Linked DNA regions of Sus scrofa: region 2 is linked to region 1. A link is a contact called in public promoter capture Hi-C data. All regions are on one chromosome and are shown on one strand. The core of a region is the stretch at or near the end of the contact, and the rest is flanking DNA. Distances in the headings are between cores, read along the strand shown.

What was found. Promoter capture Hi-C pulls out the DNA fragments that hold promoters and counts their contacts.
Region 2: a contact with region 1 is called in a promoter capture Hi-C map of fetal liver, with 4 times the contacts expected there. A contact is called at or near these places in 2 of 5 promoter capture datasets (fetal liver and liver), 5 of 47 Hi-C or Micro-C datasets (embryonic fibroblasts, epiblast stem cells, fetal liver and 1 more) and 1 of 2 datasets of targeted methods (alveolar macrophages).

What each region holds. Positions count from the first base shown.
Region 1 is chr3:118,108,938-118,112,194 of Sscrofa11.1, reverse strand. No RefSeq gene overlaps it. Among named protein-coding and RNA genes, the nearest start is that of LAPTM4A, 41 kb to the left of the region's middle.
Region 2 is chr3:118,271,296-118,274,552 of Sscrofa11.1, reverse strand. TTC32 (tetratricopeptide repeat protein 32) reads right to left here and starts at 1,440. Exons shown (of 4, transcript XM_003125338.3): 1 at 1,392-1,440; 2 at 1,290-1,389. The coding sequence starts at 1,440. WDR35 (WD repeat-containing protein 35) reads right to left here. Exons shown (of 29, transcript XM_021087811.1): 27 at 1,290-3,257.

The DNA.
Region 1 (3,257 bases), core at 250-2,749:
CACAACAGAAACTCCCCATAACTATTATTCTTTTTTTTTTTTTTTTTGGCTTTTCTAGGGCCATACCCGCAGCATATGGAAGGTCCCAGGTTAGGGGTCCAATTGGAGCTCCAGCCCCTGGCCTACACCACAGCTCACAGCAATGCCAGATCCTTAACCCCCTGAGGTTCAGGGATGGAACCTGAAACCTCATGGTTCCTACTCAGATTCATTTCTGCTGTGCCATGACGGGAACTCTCCATGACTATTATTCTTAATTAAGCAGTCCTCAAAGTGATCTGGGGCCTCATAGGGGTTTCCAAGACCCTGTCCGGGTGCCCCAAAGTCAAAACAGAGGTCCTGGCAGCAGTGCAGTTTCTTTCCCGGACTCCTGACTTTTCTCCTCCATCTGAGCAGCCAGAGTGACCTGCACCCAATGCCACCTGACCTCCTGTCCTCCTACTTGCCTCCCCTCCTAGTTTTCTGGCATTTCCACAGGTGGGCTCTCAGGGCAGGTGGATGGGATGGTGTCTCCTTACCTGGGGGAGCATCCTGAAGCAGCCTCCTGCAGCTCAATGCAATGGAAGTCTCCTGTGTCAGCTTTAAATGAGTGGGATTTTGCATTACGGGTTCCATAAATCTTTTTGGAATAAATAAGTATTTTTGAACATTCACTTTTATGTATTTAGGAGTTCTCATCACGGCTCAGTGGTAACGAACCCAACTAGTATCCACGAGCATGCGGGTTGGATCCCTGGCCCCACTCAGTGGGTTAAGGATCCCCTGTTGCCATGAGCTGTGGTGTAGGTCGAAGATGCGGCTTGGATCTGGCGTTGCTGTGGCTGTGGTGTAGGCCGGCAGCTGCAGCTTCTATTTGACCCCTAGTCTGGGAACTTGCATATGGCACAGGTGCAGTCCTAAAAAAGACACACACAAAAAAATTATGTATTTAAATATGTTACTCTGAAGCAGACTCAAGAAAGGCAAGTTTCATTTTTATCTTGTGATTCCTGGATTTCTTTGCCTACCTTCAAATATCTCTGGAACCAGGGGTACCACCACCCCCGCACCTGTAGCTTGAGAAACAACAATTTCCAGAAAGAGTCCCAGCTCTCCAGGGGGACACTGGAGGACTTCCCTAACCCCGCCCTGTGAGGACCCTGCCCTGGACCTTGGGGTCTCGCCCCCTCCAACCTTTGCTCCTTTCTGGCTCTTCGTCCCCCCACCCCCGCCCCGGACGTCTCCTGTCCCCTGGAACGGGTCCTCTTTGGTCTCTGGTGTTGTTCCCTCTGCCCCTGCCTCTATCTGGCATCAGTCACTCTACTGTCCATTCTGTCATTTCGTTTGGCATTTGCGCCCTTGAAGCGGAAAGTAAGCCGAGTCTTTGCATGATGCTACGTGATGATCAGGCTTGCGGAGTCCGGTGATCCACGAAGCGGGAGGGGCGCCGCGGGGCCTGGCGGAGCCCGTGGGGGACTCGCCGCCAGTCGCCCCCGAGCCCGCAGTTCCCGCTCGGGCCGCGAGGTGGAGCGCGCTGGGCAGGAAGGCGCCGCCACGCCGCCTCTGCACCCCGGCCCCCCGAGGGATGCCCTGCGCTTGCCCGCCTCCCTCTGGGAAGGGCCGGCTTGGGAGAGCAGGATACCGGGAGGAAGCTGGGTGAGACCCAGCCGCGGACGTGCAACTCGATCAGGAACTCTCACATCTTGTCATGCCTCCTGGAACGCAGAGGTTCTCCGTACTTTTCCAAACAGTGACAACTGCCATCGTTGTCCCCCGAGGGCCTCTCCCTGTCATCTTGGGCCTGAAAGCTGCAGTGCGTTTGCTTTGCCACTTAGCAGCTGTGTGACCCTGGAGGAATGGCTGCACGGGTCTGGGCCTGGGTGGCCCCACCTGAAGAAAGTAGAGATGCAACTGAGATGCTACCTAGAGGACTTAATAGAAGGTGAAGAAGGGGGTTCCAGGTGTGATGTAGGCACACCCCCGCCGTGCTCCACTCCTGGTCTCTGCAGCAAGGGCCAGAACTCCACCCCGACCCTGCCCTTGCCAGAACCCCCAATGGGCCCAAGACCCTGCAAGTGTCGGTGTGTTGCCCCCCAGGCCCCTCAGAGCCCTGTGGGTTGGGAGCCAGGCACGTGAGACCAGGTCTCCTTGGCATGCATGATGCTCTGATCATCTGCGTTCCAACAATATCAGAGCTCAGAGGACGTGCAAGGAACCTCATGCCAACTTTCCAGGACCTTCCTGGAGACCTCTGAGTACCACGTTTTCCTGGGTCATCTCTGCCCTGTAACCAGTGTGCTTTGTTGGGGGAGGGGAACCGGGCCCCCCCCACCCCCCTGGCCTGTGTGCCCCCTGCTGCCTGTAAATTTGCAAAGAAGGCAACTTTCTTTTGTTGCGCAGCATGGCGTGTGTGGGGGGGGGGACGGGAGGGAGGGAGGGAGTGTGTTCTGAGTTAATATTGTTTGAAACCAATTTCGAGGTGATTGAATGAGAGGCTTCCTGTTTACATTTCACTGTGATAATTGCCTATTACAACAGGCTGGAAGGACCTGGCACCCTGGCTTTGAATACGCTCCATCTGAGCTCAGCCTGCCATGCTTTGGGAGTGCAGGCACCGGCCCCCATTGGGCCACGGGTTGGCTGGCATCTCTGTCCCCCTCCTAGCCTCTCACGAGGCCGTCACACTTGGCTTCCCCAGCCTGGACCTTGACTTCCTGGCTCCCGCCCCACCTTGGCTCCCATGCCTTCTGCTCGCTCCTCGTTTCCTGGTTTTCTCCTCACCCCAACCCCAACTCCAGATCGCCCACGAATTCTCCATCAGCCAGTCCTGAGGGCTTCCCACCATGCTTCCCTGCCTGTCACCCCTCACGTCTCTCAGGGACCCTGCATAGGCTTTGTTCACAATGCAGACCTGTCAACAATTTTTGGAACCTGAGCACCGCTCAGTGTTAGCTGTCCCTCCAGCGGGTGTGGCTGCAGGTCTGCTCCCTCACAATCCCCATCCCTCCACACCTGGCCTTTCAAGAAGCCCCCAGCAGCCTTCCCTCCCCAATGCCCGTTGCACTAACACACTGGCCGCACGGGGCCACAGCCAGCCAGCCTCTACTTCTGGTCTTCCTGTGTGTTTCCTAACTGTTCCCATGCATCAAACTTACCTCGGACCTAGAACTCCTGGAAGGCCGGCCAGTGTTCCCCACTGAGTGCCTGGCTGGGTGCTGGGCACTTAGAAGATGCTTGCCAGGTGTAACCCAGGGAGGGTGTGTGTCAAAGCAGGTGGA
Region 2 (3,257 bases), core at 191-2,690, 160 kb before region 1:
CTAACCTGGAAACCTCTATATGCTTCAGGTATGGCCCTAGAAAAGACCAAAAAAAAAAAAAAAAAAAAAAAAAAAAAAAAAAAACAACAAACAAAAACGGAATAAGACAAGCTGACATCCTGTCAAGAAAAGTCAAATCCTTGAGGGAAAAGGAGAGTGATAATGCAGACAACACGAAACTGTCAAAAGCTGTTCATTCAAACCCTCCTTGTTCTCTCTTCTCATCCGACCACTCAACACCATCAACAAGAACAACCACAGCAAAACTTGGAGCACAGCAAATGTTACACCTTCAAGCATCAATCTGAGATTCTTTGGGAAAGCAGGTATTAGCAGGTGAGGTTGCTAACATCACAAAAAAGACAGGCATTCCACGCTCTCTGTTGGAAGTACACAGCACCACTTCTAACAGTACTCTCACCACAACTCTGCATCTGAATTGGGTCAACCTCAGGATTTAACTACCAACTCACAAGCCATGTAGGAGGCAGAGGGCCCTATTAAATGACATCGGGGGATGAATACTGCAAATCCGAAATAGGGGAAACTCTGGGGACACATGATTCGGTTTCCTCACCAAATCAACTGCAAGGCAGAAAAACGAAGGCGAGCCCTATACAGTGAATTTGATGTGCATCCCAACTGGAACCAACAGCTAAAAACAAACCAACAAAGCAAGAATTTTACGGATCAATCAGGAAAGCTCTAAAGCTGGATATTTGATATTTGATATGTGATACCAATGCCGAGGTTAGGTCCTTGTAAATCCTTAATATCTAACAATGTATCCTGAAACATCCATGGATGCATAATATTATGTCCGGGATGAACTAATGTTTAAGCCCAGTGATGGCTACCTGGAGGTCCATTATACTATTTCCATACTAAATTTATTTTCATTAGTGAAAAACAAAACACCTGCTGTGATGCTGTGGTTGAAGTCGCGGTACTTTGTGCGCGAGCGTGGCACCCGTGGCATCGCGCCCTCACCAGGTCGCAGATACCCCACTTGTTAAAATGACAGCTGGAAAAGCGCTATCCGCTCTAAGACCGGATCAGAGTAACAAGGAATGAAGACACTCAAGCTGAAAGGCAGCCGGTACCCCCGTGCTCTGACTCCCCGGTGGGTGTCCCAGAGGAACGCGAGGGGCCGCGGGCCAGGATACTCCCTTCACCGCCCTTCGGGAAACTAAACGAATGCCCGAGGTACCCTTGAGTGGTGAGATCAGACAACCCAGGCTACTCCCACCTAGCGGAGACCCCGCACCCCCACATCTCGCGATATTTACCTCCAGGGCGCCGCTCCCTCGGAGCCCGCACAGGCGCACTGGCGAATGTAAGCGGAGTACAGTGCTTCGGCCTCCGCATATTCGCCTTTCTTGAAATGACCTGGGCACGTGCGAGGGTTACGGGGCTTTCTTGCCCTTGCTGCCCTTCCATAGTAGTCGGAGACCTAGCTTTCCTTGTAGAACTGAGGGTGATTTCTGAGCGACTAGAGGCAGCACCACAAGGCCACTCCCCCACCCCGGAATTTATCGCGTAGGCAAAACCTCGGAGCAAGCAGGGGGGAAGTTTGTACCTTCCGCGGACCCGTCTTCTCGCGAGATCAGTGACACCGCCCCCGGAGGGCTCAGAAACTTTAAAACTTGTGCGGACAGAGACACTTCTGTAAAGTGCGGTTTTGTTGATGAGTGGTGCTTCCGCTGGCCTCGTTTCCAGAGAAGCAGTAGATCGGCAGCTCCAGACTGGTTTCTAAGACCGTGGTCAGAAGTTGCAAGAAGCTTTGCCCGTTGTTACAGCGAATGGTGGAGGATGCGGGGTGCAGTGGCTGATCGTGCTGGGAGCGTAAAAGACCTTGGTTTGTTTTACGAATGGCTAAACGGCCCGTGGAGTTACTGTTATCGCAGCACTTTTCTGGTTCTGCGTCCGCCCTCTAGACGGTATTTTCAGTCGGCTGGATTACATTGAGACATTTTGTGTTGAAATTCCAGGAGCTTAGTGTCCCATAGTCGTGAGTCTTATTTCAGACTCAACCTTTTATTAACTCCAAGGCCGTAGACTGCAAATTTCTCAACCTTTTAAAACCTCCAGAATAGTATAGGAATTGACTGAACTGTTTAGGAGTTCCCGTAGTGGCTCAGCAGAACGAATCCGACTAGGAACCATGAGGTTGTGGGTTCGATCCCTGGCCTCGCTCAGTGGGTTAAGGATCCAGCGTTGGTTTGAGCTGTGGTGTAGGTCGCAGATGCAGTCGCAGATGCAGCTCGGATACTGCGTTGCTGTGGCTGTGGTGTAGGCTGGCAGCTGTAGCTCTGATTAGTTCCTAGCCTGGGACCCTCCATATGCCATGGATGCAGCCCTAAAAGGCAAAAATAATATTAATAATAAATAAAATAAAATTACCTTAAAAAATAAAATACATAGGAATTAACCAAGGAGAGAAGGACTTGTATAATGAAACTGCAAATTGTTGATGAAGGAAATTAAAGCCATAAATAGACATCCCTTGTTCATACTAAAGCAATTTACAGATTCAATGGAATGCCTATCAAAATCCCAATGGTATTTTTACAGAAATATAAAAATCTATCCTAAAATTCATAAGAAATTCCAAGGGATGGATTCCAAATAGCCAAAACAGTCTTGAGGAATTCCCTGGTGACCTAGGGGGTTAAGGATCCCATGGTGTCACTATCTTGAAAAAGAATAAAGTTTGGGACTCACACTGAATTAAAAACTTATCAAAGCAACAGTAATCAAAACAGTGTGGATTTGCATAAAGACAGTCTTTTCAGTAAATGGTGCTGAAAAAACCATTTATTGGAAAGAGTGAAGATGGACCTAAATGCCACATTAAAAAATTAACCAAGGTGGATTAAAGACCTAAATGTAAGAGCTAAAAATTTTAAGTTCTCAGAAGAAAACATAAAGCAAAGTCTTCATGACACTGAATTTGGCAATGTTTTCTTGGGTATGACACCAAAGGACAGGCAGTGAAAGGAAAAATAGACAAACTGGACTTTATGAAAATTAAAACCTTTTGTGCAGCAAAAGACTATCAACAAATAACCCAGAGAATGAGAGAAAATATTTGCAAATCACATATCTGATAAGGATGAGGAATGTAAACATGGAGGTTCTGTGGAGCAGGTTTGGTCTGGTGTGTCCATCCAAGGGATTCTGACGTGGTGTCTCCATCACACCTGAGAAGCTCTGATCTACAGGACACTAGAGGGCCCTGCCCAGCGACTGAGGTG